Linked DNA regions of Danio rerio: region 2 is linked to region 1. Evidence: chromatin contacts called from public HiChIP or PLAC-seq data. All regions are on one chromosome and are shown on one strand. The core of a region is the stretch at or near the end of the contact, and the rest is flanking DNA. Distances in the headings are between cores, read along the strand shown.

Region 1 (6,120 bases), core at 858-3,357:
AGAGATAGTGAGTGAATGTGTGTGTTTGTGTGTGTGTGTGTGTGTGTGATTCTTAGTTATCTTATTTCTTTATTAATGGGGTCATTTATTCCTTTTCCTTCGGCTTAGTCCCTTTATTCATCAGGGGTCGCCACAGCAGAATGAACCGTCATCTTATCCAGCATATGTTTTATGCAGTGGATGCCCTTCCAGCTGCAACCCGGTATTGGTAAACTTCCATACACTCACATTCACACTCATACACCACGGCCAATTACCTATACCGGATGTCTAGCAGTGAGGTGACAGTGCTAACCACTGAGTCACCTTGTCACCCTTTTAAAGGGGTATATCCAGTAATTAATTTTTCTTAATATTCACTAATTAAAAAGTTTGCTAATAATAAAAGGTTATGGTTATGACTAAAGAATGAATCTTTTAGTGTAAATATTGGCCAGATTGTAAATGCACTGCGAGCGTTAAAATGGATGACACCTTACATAAGCGAATAATAAGTGAATGCTGACTAAAGGATGACACGTCTCATGTTGTGTTCCACAGAAGAAGAAAACACAGGTTTGTAATTACATGACGCTGAGTGAACAATCCCTTCGAGAAAAGAGGAAATCCGGCTTTCACGGTGAGCTGTTACTATCCGGCAGGGGGCGCGAGGGGGACCTCGAGGAAATGACTGGAGGATTTAAAGGTGGTTCTGTGTGTCCATGGCAACGGCTTTACCTGCGACCTGAATGGAGACCCGAGAATAGATCGACTGCTCTATATTTACTGACAGGGAACTCCTGCTCTCCTGGCGGATATTCATTTCATCAGTTCTCCTTAAGATGGAGCCTTCTAGACCACCGAGCCCTTCTAGGAATTCTCAGTCAGTGGTAGCCTTTGGGTTTTTAAAGTTGACCTAATAAACGACTCATGTCGTACATCATATTCGATGATAAAAGTTAATGTTTGACGTTTTATGGCGGCATACGCGTGCACAGAATAGGCTAAACTCTTGTCGTGACAGCTCCACCTTTTAGATTTGTTGTAGGCTACTTTTGTTTTTACTTCACTCACTTGCATTACTGACTGAGAGAGGGATTCCGTGTTTTGCTCATCGCTGAGTTCTCGCTGAGGTCAGAATTGGCCCTGAACCCCATAACAGCCTCGCAAAATAACTCATCTTCACCCACTTCCTAAATCTCGCACAAGCACGCTTCAAAGAGGCGGGGCTAGTGTCTCATGCTGCTTTGCGATTGGTTCATCTCGCCATCCATCAGGGTTTGACGTTGTGGCTCGCTCTCGAACTCTGTGACCGCGCCCCCGAGGCTCAGCGGCGGTGGAGAAGGAGAGAGTGTGCAACTCAGGAGGATCCAGCGGTCTGTTCTCACAGGAAAAAAAACGAGAAAATTTCAGCTCATACATGGCGAAATTTGTTTTATTCGACGTCCAGACACATATGCATTCAGGACCGCGGCTCTGACAGCGACAGGCGAGGCGATTATCCACAGCTTCACAGAGGTTGGAGTTTACCGAGGGTTTTCGTAGCAGTTTCATGCTTGGAGGCGCGCGAGTGCCGGTGTCGTCGTCTCCGTGGGCGCCGTTTCGTGCTTTCCGGTGACAGCTGACACTTGTCCGATTTACCAAGACTAGAAGGCCTGCTCTGCTCTGCCTCCTTCCAGCCCGGTGTCCCTGTCAGCGCGGGGCCGCCTGCACACTCACCCCGGCGCGGCCTCGCTCCTTGACGAACCCCCGGCGACGACACAGCGTAGAGCCTGTTACCCACACACCTCCACAACCACCTGCCGTGTTTACAACGACCAGCAAAACCGTGAATCTTTGGAGGAAAACGGACTAGAGGGACGCTGGTGATATCGACAGGCGGAGCTGTCATTAAACATACACAGCTCTTTGAATTTAAGCATATTTAATAGTTCATTCTCACGCGACTGGCTCATTCTCTCTCGCATATCCTTAATCAAACTATCAAGCAGCCAAACGCCTGACACAGAAACTAAACACGCTTGGAGCAAAGGCAAGGCCTTGTCTGCTAACTCAGATAGCTGCACCGCTAACACTCAGCCTGGCTTTAATCAGCTTCTAATCTCATTAACTCCACTTTTTGACTCCTATTCATCGCTTATTTTGTAAGATTCTACACAATAGAGGGGCGATTTTAATTTAAAGCCATTGGATCAACGCACAGTACAGTACAGAATCCCTGCCAAGAGATCTGTTCAGCAGCAGCAGCAGCAGGAGGAAACAGAGCTGTCAGCCTTTATTTTCTACTACTCGGCCTGATTAATTCCCACCTTGGGAAAGAAAAACCCGAAGAATCTTATGTGTTGGGCTGGATTCAGCTGACCTTTGCTACGAAAATTAACTAAGTCCCTCGTGAGCTTCTTGCGCTGTAACCCGCTGCATGCACTGATACGGGAAGGACTTGATTTATATTTTTGTACCATAGTTCAGGAGCCATTTAGAACAGGGTCAGATCTCTGCACAACCCCTACTACTGTTTAAACATGAGTATTGAGATTCCAGTCGGGCTGACGGAGCTGCTTCAAGGCTACACCGTGGAGGTGCTGCGCCAGAGGCCGCCGGACCTGGTGGAGTTTGCCGTGCAGTATTTCACCCGCCTGCGGGACACCAGGAGCCAGGACGGGTCCGGGGCCGCCGCCAAAACCGGGGGGAAGGGAGTGATGTTTGATGGCGAGCCGATGCAGACAGAGTCCAACGGGGACGAAGATGACGAGGACGATGACTCAGATTTTGAGCGTGAGTGCCTCTTTATTAAACGAGCTGCCTGTAACTCATGAGACTGCGTTTGTTTTAGTGGATAGTGTGTTTGCACGGCTAACAAGGGTGTCAGATTTCCCTAGTGATGATGGGTAACGTGAGCAACGGTCCTATCTAGGCTGTTTCCATGGCACTCGCTCTCATCCATGCGCTTGATTGACAGGGTGACAAGTAGCCTGCACTAGGCATCCCCAGAATGCATGCAAAATTAAAATGCTCTAGTAATGGATTTGCATTAATATTTATGCATCTCCTTTTGAATAGAGACGGCTTGTGGCGTGAGTGCGATGCTAACCCATTCGTGCAGTATGAATTGCTTGTATGAATGGATGCGGGCTGGCCATTGAGAATGCTAACAGGGATTTTTCATAATGGAGAGAGGTGCGCTCGTGCACATCAAAGCAAGCCCCTCTTTCCTTTCATGTAGTGCAGAGCGAACAGCTGCGCCTCCCGAGCAGATTCACTGGCAGACATTTCTGAAGTCAGCATTTGTGAATTAAAGCATTCTTAAAAAAATAAGTGATTGGGGGAAATCTGGGCCACGTGAGGAAGCAGTGTTGAAATGGATAGGGGGATTAGTTCACATGAACAAATCGCTTAATCATATTTCATCAAGCCGCAGGGTGTGCAATACCTGAATGTCTTTGTGTGGATTATAAATTGTTTGTTTTGATATTTAAGGTTGTAATTGTTTTCATAACCTATTGAACGGAATAAGGAAGTCCAGCCCTATCTGTGTGCTAAATCTGATTTGAGATCACTCAAGATTGTGTGCTTTCAGTGGTTTGTATTTGAGCTGGTGCATCATTCCCTTCTCACGTTTGAATATGCATTGCTGCTGTATACCGTAGTAAAGCAGCGTGTTAAATGATCATGTCTGAACATGGAACTGAAAATACTTTTACATGCACAGTGGTTATAATCGAGCAACAGTAGATTGCAATCTCTACCTAATCAAATATTCAGACAATTTTGTTGAACCAACCATCACCTGATGTTTTAAGAGAAGTTTAAATGACATCTTTATAGTCGAGTTGTCTGATTTTAAAATTTTAGTCATTTTGAAAATGGTGGATAATTGAGCTAAGTGGCTTTTTTATAGTGCAAGAGCCTTGCTGTTAGACCAAATCTCTGTATATATGTAAGTATTGTTTGTTAATTTGGTCTGACTGCTCTGTGGTTGTTTTAGCACAATTTACAAACAGCATTGCAAACGTGTGTGGTTGGAACTGTAGCTCTCTTTTAACCTAGTTAGAAGAACAGTTTCATATGACATGAATTTTAAAAATGTCATGCATTTGAGCAGAATAAGGAACTAATGCGCACTACAGTGAGTCTATATCTTTTAGTCATTCATTAGGAGAATGTGAGGGCAATTTTGATGAGTGCCCATGTGCTTACAAGCTTATTGCGATGATGGAAGCCTGTGGTGATGTAAGGAAATCTACGTAAAAAGACAAAATAGCAAGAACAATTAGAACAGTTCATAGATTATACGTTTATTATTTAATTTTATAGGATGGGGCTGCACGACATTGATAAAATCTGAAATTGCGATTATTTCTACGATAAATATTGTGTTATGACTACAGTTTCATGGTGCTATTTTGACTAGCACCATTTGATGGTTTTCTGTGGAGTCTAACAGTAATCAGGTACAGAAATTGAATAATCACAATGCAAAAAATGCTTTTCTTATTTTGTTTTTTCATTTCTAGTCTTAATATCAAACAATTCTTAGAGCAAGTAAAATATTGTTTTGTTTTTACCGTCAGTAGAAATAAGTCAAATTTAAGTGTTTTTCCTTAAAACAAAAAACGTTATCTGCCGTAAAGGTGAGTAAAATCTTGTTTTTGCTTTGCTTTGATGTAGACATTTGGGATAGAAACAAGACAAACATTCTAAGTAACAATTACTTTGCATAAATTATATACATTCAATATAAATAAAGGAATTAAATACAATTCTGTAGCTCCTGCTCAACTATAATTCAGGCTCAACATTGCATATTTTTGCGATGTTACTATTGCAGATGTGCACATTGCGTGAAATGACGTATTGTGCAGCCCTACTTTTATAGCAGTAGTCTGACATTGTTTTTATTTCAAGCTTTAGGTAGTGAAAATTTAGCTCTCCATCACCTAAGTCAGTGGTTCCCAACCTTTTTCTTTGGGGCCCCCCCCCATAAGCATATACAAACACTGGAGCCCCCCCAACATATAAATACACACACACGCACGCACGCACGCACGCACACACATATGTACTGTGTGTATATATATATATATATATATATATATATATATATATATATATATATATATATATATATATATATATATATATGTGTGTGTGTGTGTGTGTGTTTGTGTAATATATAGTAATATGTATAGAAAATATTAATTAATCAGTTTTAACTTCTCTTGGCCTTCAATAAAACCAAAATTTAGGTAGGCTTTGTCATACTGTCTAATCTTTTTATTCGCCTCTGAAGAATCACAGCATTTACGTCTGTCTGCCATTTTTGTTTTAATTTTGCCTTTACGACATGTTGACAAGCAGATTGCCTGAGTGAGTAAAATTTAAATAATTATTTAAAGTTATTTATTTTAATTATTTTCACTATTATGTTGGAATTTTAAGCATGTGTTTAGATTATTATTATTTTTTTTTTGGGCTGCTCGATTTTGGGAAAAATCATAATCACGATTATTTTGGTCATAATTGTAATCACGATTATTCAAAACCATTGCCAGTTAAAAATTATGTTTAACAGAGCAAGGAATTTTAACAGTATTTCCTATAATATTTTTTCATCTATTTGTTTTATTTTAGCTAGAATAAAGACAGGTTTAAATATTTTGAAACCAATTTAAGGTCAATATTATTAGCCTACTTAAGCAATATATATTTTTGATTGTCTGCAGAATAAACTACCGTTATAATGACTTGCCTTATTACTCTAATTAAGCCTTTGAACTGCACTTTAATCTGAATGCTTGTATTTTGAAAAATATCTAGTAAAATATTATGTGCTGTCATTATAGCAAAGACAAAAAGAAATCAGTAATTAGAAATGAGATATCAAAACTATTATGTTCAGAAATAAGTTAATAAAATATTCTTTCCATGAAACAGAAGTTGGGCAGGAAAAGGTTTGCTAATATTCAAGAGGGCTAATAATTCTGACTTCAACTGTATACATACAGTTATTTTCCACCCTGCAATGGAAAGAGAAATAAATACAATAGCATAAAAATATGAAACAAACTGTGCTTTAAGCATCTTCACTGTAAGAAAAACACTTTAGCTACAGCAATCCTTCAGTCAAGAGCAGCAAAGGTT
Region 2 (5,718 bases), core at 714-3,213, 43 kb after region 1:
GCAGCGGACGCCCTTCCAGCTGCAACCCATCACTGGGAAACATCTGCACACACTCATTTACATACATACATTACGGAAAATTTTTGCATACCCCAATTCACCTACCACGTCTTTGGACTGTGCACCCAGAGGAAACCCCTGCAAACACAGGGAGAGCATGCAAACTCCACACAGAAATGCCAACTGACCCAGCCAAGGCTCGAACCAACGACCATCTTGCTGTGAGGCGATTGTGCTACACACTGCGCCACAATGATGCCCAAACAAGTAGAATACTTTAACAAATTTAATCTTTTTATACAACGTACTTATTTTGTAAATACATGTTTTACTTTATACTTATGATTGATTAAATACCTGGGTGTAATTATATCTAATTAATTTCTGAAATTACACACTTCACTATCTTTATCCTTACACCTTAACTTTTTCCTTCTTGTTCAAACTACTTGTTTAAAATGAGTTGAAACAACATAATTAAGTTTTTTTTTTTGGGACAACTGATATTTTTATGTTCAGTCAACTTAAATTTATGAAGATGGTTAATTTAACTTAATTTGTGTTGGGACAACATGAAGGAATTGTGTCGAAGCCTGCATTTTATACAGTACACCCTTAAACTTTACCCATAGCAATAAACCTGTCCCTAACCCCTACCCTTATCCAACCTCAGAAGCACCAGAACATACATTATGAACAGTTAGTTCATATTCATTTATTTTTGATTCAACTACATAGTAGTTAAAGCCACCTTAAATAAAGTGGGACCAAGGAACTATACCTTTACTGATCATTTGTTCTGCCCAACCGTTATCTCAGAATAAAACATTAAATTGTTTTGCAGTGTTTGGTAGAATTTTTCTAAGGGGTTGTATTGAGCCACAGAGACATTTCTGAGTTGTCTTCTCACTCGGAGTAAAAACAAATAGTTTGCTTCTTGCTTTGTCACTGTGTTAGGTCCATTTCAAACTCATACAAAGAAATTAATACTTAAAGTCGAGGCCTGCCTGTAGTAAAATATTAATTTTAATAAAATAATATTTTATAATACACGTATGGATTATTGTAACTACATTAAGTGTTATAAAGAATATAAGTATACTTATTGTACACTGTACTTAGATCGTGTGAAACTCTCGGGATATCCAGTAGGTGGCAGTAAGTAAACTAAGGCGCTGTCTGATCTACTCCACCAGAAGAAGAGGGAGATTCAAAACAGCTGCTGCTGTGCCAGCTATAAAGTTTCCAGCATGTAGGTATCACATAGATTCAAACTAAACCCAAAATACACAGCATGTGTCAACAGCCAACGAGAATCATGAGTGTTTGTTGATTTATCTCTCCGCATCAGACTTGTTTTGAAGTCGAATGTCGCGTTGTGGTCTTGTGTGCTGAGGCATGTAGTTCATAACGTTTTCAAGAGACTGTCTTTTAGAAAGTTACGTTATAAACATAATACGACAGATTACAATGTCTTTTCAATTGTAAAAAAAATGTGGAATCAACCTCTCTTTAGCTCCCGTTTAACCTTAAATAAATTAATCGCGGATTCGCGGTTTATTATAGTAAACTGTAACTATAGTAAATGTTTTGTCGTCACATCGATTACCAGTAACGTTAGTATAGCCATAAATTTACTTGGACATACAATAGATAAACTATAGTTAAAGTAGTAAAACCATGGTTTATTTGTGGTTAACTTTGGTGTAACTTAAAAAAACAAACAAGTTTTTGATGCTGTTTTTGTAAGGGGATTGTCAGAATTATGTTTGTGATTTGCTTCAGAAAATGTATTTTTGTCCTGCAGTCTGAATGAAACAAACTCAATGCAACACAAGCTCCAAACTTAACCCCCAGATTTAAAATCTTTAACTATTATTTTAGTTATTTTATATTAGGTCCTGCAAATATTGATAGCACGGAGCCCACATACTTCCTATCAGCATTTCACACTTGTCTCAGTAAAGTCAAAAAGCTGTTAATAGTCATTTCCTTCTACTACTGATCTAGAATCAGTCTTCTCCACATCAAAATGTCTGTAACGACTACAAGATAACTGGCTAAGCTAATCCCAGACCAGTGCTACCCGGTACAGAGAAAGAGATCATTTACATGTCTTGCATTTCCTTATTTTAAGCCTCAGTTGCATGAGAAAGAGTTTTGAAACATTAACTGGCCGTTTTGTCTCTAAGCTCTGCAGGTGAGATCGATTATTTTGATTCATTTTTTAGATATTTTTATTATTTTTGTTTATTGTGATTTAGTAAGATTTGCATTTTTTGTTTTTCTTTGTTTTTAATTTAATAGTAAAATAAAAATTGCTGTATGTCGCTATGCTGTCTCCGTTAACATTGTTTAGTGTAATGTTAGTTTTATTTTTTTGCCATCAAAAGTATGATTAATTCCCTCAAAAAAGAAACTTCTGTCATCTAATTAACTTTGTGTCATACCAAGCCTGTAGCTTTATCACATGGAACATGAAAGAAGAAGTTTTGAAGAATGGTCTAAAGTACTTTTTGTTTTCTTTCATTTTTTTTTCTTTTTCTTTAAATTTTTTTTCTTCTTTAGTCCATATAGTGAAAGCCAGCGGGCTTTAACATTATTCGAAATATCTTCTACATTCCATGAAAGAAAGAAAGAAAGAAAATCACACAGGATGAGTTCAAATAATTATTGACAGAATCTTCTTATTTAGGTGAACTTTAATGTCATTTTTTGAATGTTTAATGTATGAAATGTTATTCAAATGTCACAACGTTTTGTACCAAATTTAGTGAGTTTGGTGTTTTCTGACCTGTGAAATGACACAGCCCAGAGACTAAAGAAAAGCATGTCTAAACTAAACATGAATGTTAAAGCTATATATTTTTGTATATGTAAGTTTAGATGTCTGTCTTTATTCAAACGGTTCACATTAGCATGACTTCTATGTGGTGTAACACAGGAATCACACATCCAGCCCACAGCTTCCTGACTTCCTTTGATGTTTTTTTTTGTACATGTGCAGATATATATTTTTAATATGTGCTATGTATGAGAAACTCCTATTGAATGTGTTTGTTGCTCGAACGCTGTGAATTAAAATGTGCATCTGGCTTTTTATTAATTAAGCTACTGGCTGTGAAAGTGACTTTAGACATGATGGTGAGGAAAACTGGGTGTTAAAAACAACTGACAGCTGTTGCAGCAAGTTAGAGAAATAACTGCATTTGTTTGTGAAATCAAGAGGATTAGTCCAACACTGTTGAGCACACTGCATGTCGCTTAACAGAAAAATGTTCATGTTCTGTGTAAAATAAGGAAACATCTGTCATTTACTCACATGATTGGGCTTAAATATATATATATATATATATATATATATATATATATATATATATATATATATATATATATATATATATATATATATATATATACACATACATATTATATATATATATTTTTTTCAATGTATTAAGTTAATAATTTTATAACTCACACCTGCTTAATTTATAAGTCAATGTTGTAAGTCATTGTGGTCCAAATCTGCAAGATTTGACTTTGTGTTCTTGTCTAAATGAAAGTTTTGTTATCATTTATACATCAAGCCAAACCCAAAAACTTTGGGACATAAATGAAACTTATTGAAGTTTACCAAATCTAATAACTTTTTAATACTTGCGATATGTATTTAATATTATAATAATATTATATACAGAAAAAATGGGTGTAAATAATGAACAATCCTCTAACTATTAACTGTGATTACACTGCATGTGGATATTTAACAGCAACTGTGCCTTTTAAAATAAACATTACAATGCGGTGTTTGTGCAGAACTGTTTTTGGTTTTCCAAACAACCTTTTTTAAAAATGTGAAGAACATTTTAAAGAAACTTTTTTTTCTACTGTACAAAACCATATAGTTTATGGGAAGTTTCAATATATGGTAAAGGAATAGTTTACACAAAACTGATTTCCATCAAAAATCCTGTCATCATTTACTCACTCTTTACTTGCTCCAAACCTGACTTTCTTTAATCTGTTGAACAACAAAAAGAAGAAATTTTAAGAACCTGTAACCATTGACTTCCAAAGTGTTTGTTTTTTGTAGCACCGTGGAAGTCAGGTTATTAGCTTTCTTCAAAATGTCTTTAGTGTACAGCAGAATAAAGCCACTCATGAACATTTGTAACCACTTGAGGGTGAAAAAACAGTGAGTCATTTTTGGTTGAACTATCCCTTTAAATGTTCCTTATGAAACCGTCAAAGCACATAAGAACCTTTATTTTATTATAAAAAGAGCTGTTTAATCAGGCACAGTTTAAAACAGAGATGGCCCTCCTGTGTTGACCACGTACCCTTGGCGTGTGTGCAGGTGTGATGGTGACGTCAGCTGCACAGTCTTTCGAATTGAGCCTCTTCATGAGCGCTGGGATTTAGAGGAGGCGTGTGCCCAATTGCTCAATGACCAATGGCAGCGCAGCATGGGGGCGCGAATTCACTCACTCCATCAGTCCAGCCACGACTATCCCGTGTGTCTCCTGCTACTGCAGGGCGAGAGGCAGACTCAACATGAAAAGGTCATCGGTCATGCCCGCCTGTCTCGCGTTCTGGGCAGCCGAAGTCTGTTGGTGGAGTCGGTAGTGGTTTGCAAATCATTGCGAGGGAAGGGTTATGGCCGAATCCTTATGGAAGGTGTTGAACGCTATGCCAAAGGACGGGGCTGTACCCGATTGTGCCTAACTACTCACGATAAGCAACACTTCTACGCCCATCTGGGGTTTGTGCTTTCCAAACCTGTCCAAAGCGTGGGGACTCTGGCCTCCTTCATGCCCATGGAGATTTTACACAGATTCTGTAGGACTGCCGAGAATGAGGAGGAAGAGAGGAAGTTTAAGGTTACCAATCATGCTAAATCAACACCTTCTGTTTTACCTCCGGCTCCTCCTCCTCCTCCACCACCACCTCAAATTTATTCTTCTCCTCCTCCACCACAACCTCCCATTTCTTGTCCTCCTCCACCTCCACCCCCACCCCCTCCATTGTTCTGTGCTCCAGTTAGTCCGACTCTGGAGCAAACACCATACACAGACAACAGTGGACTGCCTATCTTCTGGATGCACAAGGACATCTGAGACTCGGGTGGCGCTTCTTCAGTCTGTAACTGATTCAGGGATGCACTGTATTGACTTGAAGTACTGTAACTATCTGAATGTGCCTTAAATAGATTTTACTTAAATATTTTATAGCATCTCTAAACGAAATGTCACTGCTTTTAAAGAGTGTATTTAAAATAAAATTGTACTGCAACTTCAAGTGATGGGTTTGTCATTTAATGGGATCAAATTTGAGGTTGGACAGTTTAAAGATGGGTGGTAAATGTGTTATGAAATACTTTCATTTATTTTGAGACAAGTCAAGTATGCTGGAAACAACATTTCTTTGGAATATTATTTTTGTATTTAACTGCTTATCATTTCTAATTGGTTTTAATCCCTGAATTAATAATATTATTAATAATAATTAATCTATTAATGGTCCACTACAGGATTTTGGGGGCAACCATGAATAGAACCTCGTTATTACCGAAAATGAAGTATAAACATTAAGAAATTATGACACATGCTGTGTGAACCACAACTGGTGTTTTTATTTTACATACTGCAATTTTATTAACTGGCATGGTGATAGAGAGGCCATAAAAGCTGCAACATCCCCTGTTTATGTTGATTT

The links. HiChIP or PLAC-seq counts read pairs in DNA pulled down with a chosen protein or histone mark.
Region 2: a contact with region 1 is called in an H3K4me3 HiChIP or PLAC-seq map of gastrula embryo, with 2.8 times the contacts expected there. The contact joins the promoter of naa80 here to the promoter of prkar2aa in region 1. A contact is called at or near these places in 5 of 18 Hi-C or Micro-C datasets (caudal fin, embryo, hematopoietic stem cells and 1 more) and 4 of 4 datasets of contacts at active chromatin or transcription factors (caudal fin, embryo, gastrula embryo and 1 more).

Annotation. Positions count from the first base shown.
Region 1 is chr8:28,227,751-28,233,870 of GRCz12tu, forward strand. It overlaps prkar2aa (protein kinase, cAMP-dependent, regulatory, type II, alpha A), which reads left to right and starts at 2,108. Exons shown (of 10, transcript NM_001077370.2): 1 at 2,108-2,754. The coding sequence starts at 2,502. It overlaps LOC141375638 (a long non-coding RNA gene), which reads right to left. Exons shown (of 2, transcript XR_012384374.1): 2 at 2,117-4,916.
Region 2 is chr8:28,270,801-28,276,518 of GRCz12tu, forward strand. It overlaps naa80 (N-alpha-acetyltransferase 80, NatH catalytic subunit), which reads left to right and starts at 1,964. Exons shown (of 2, transcript XM_073910438.1): 1 at 1,964-2,200; 2 at 4,361-5,301. The coding sequence starts at 2,148. The coding sequence ends at 5,120. hyal3 (hyaluronidase 3) reads left to right here and starts at 2,150. Exons shown (of 4, transcript NM_001128293.1): 1 at 2,150-2,200.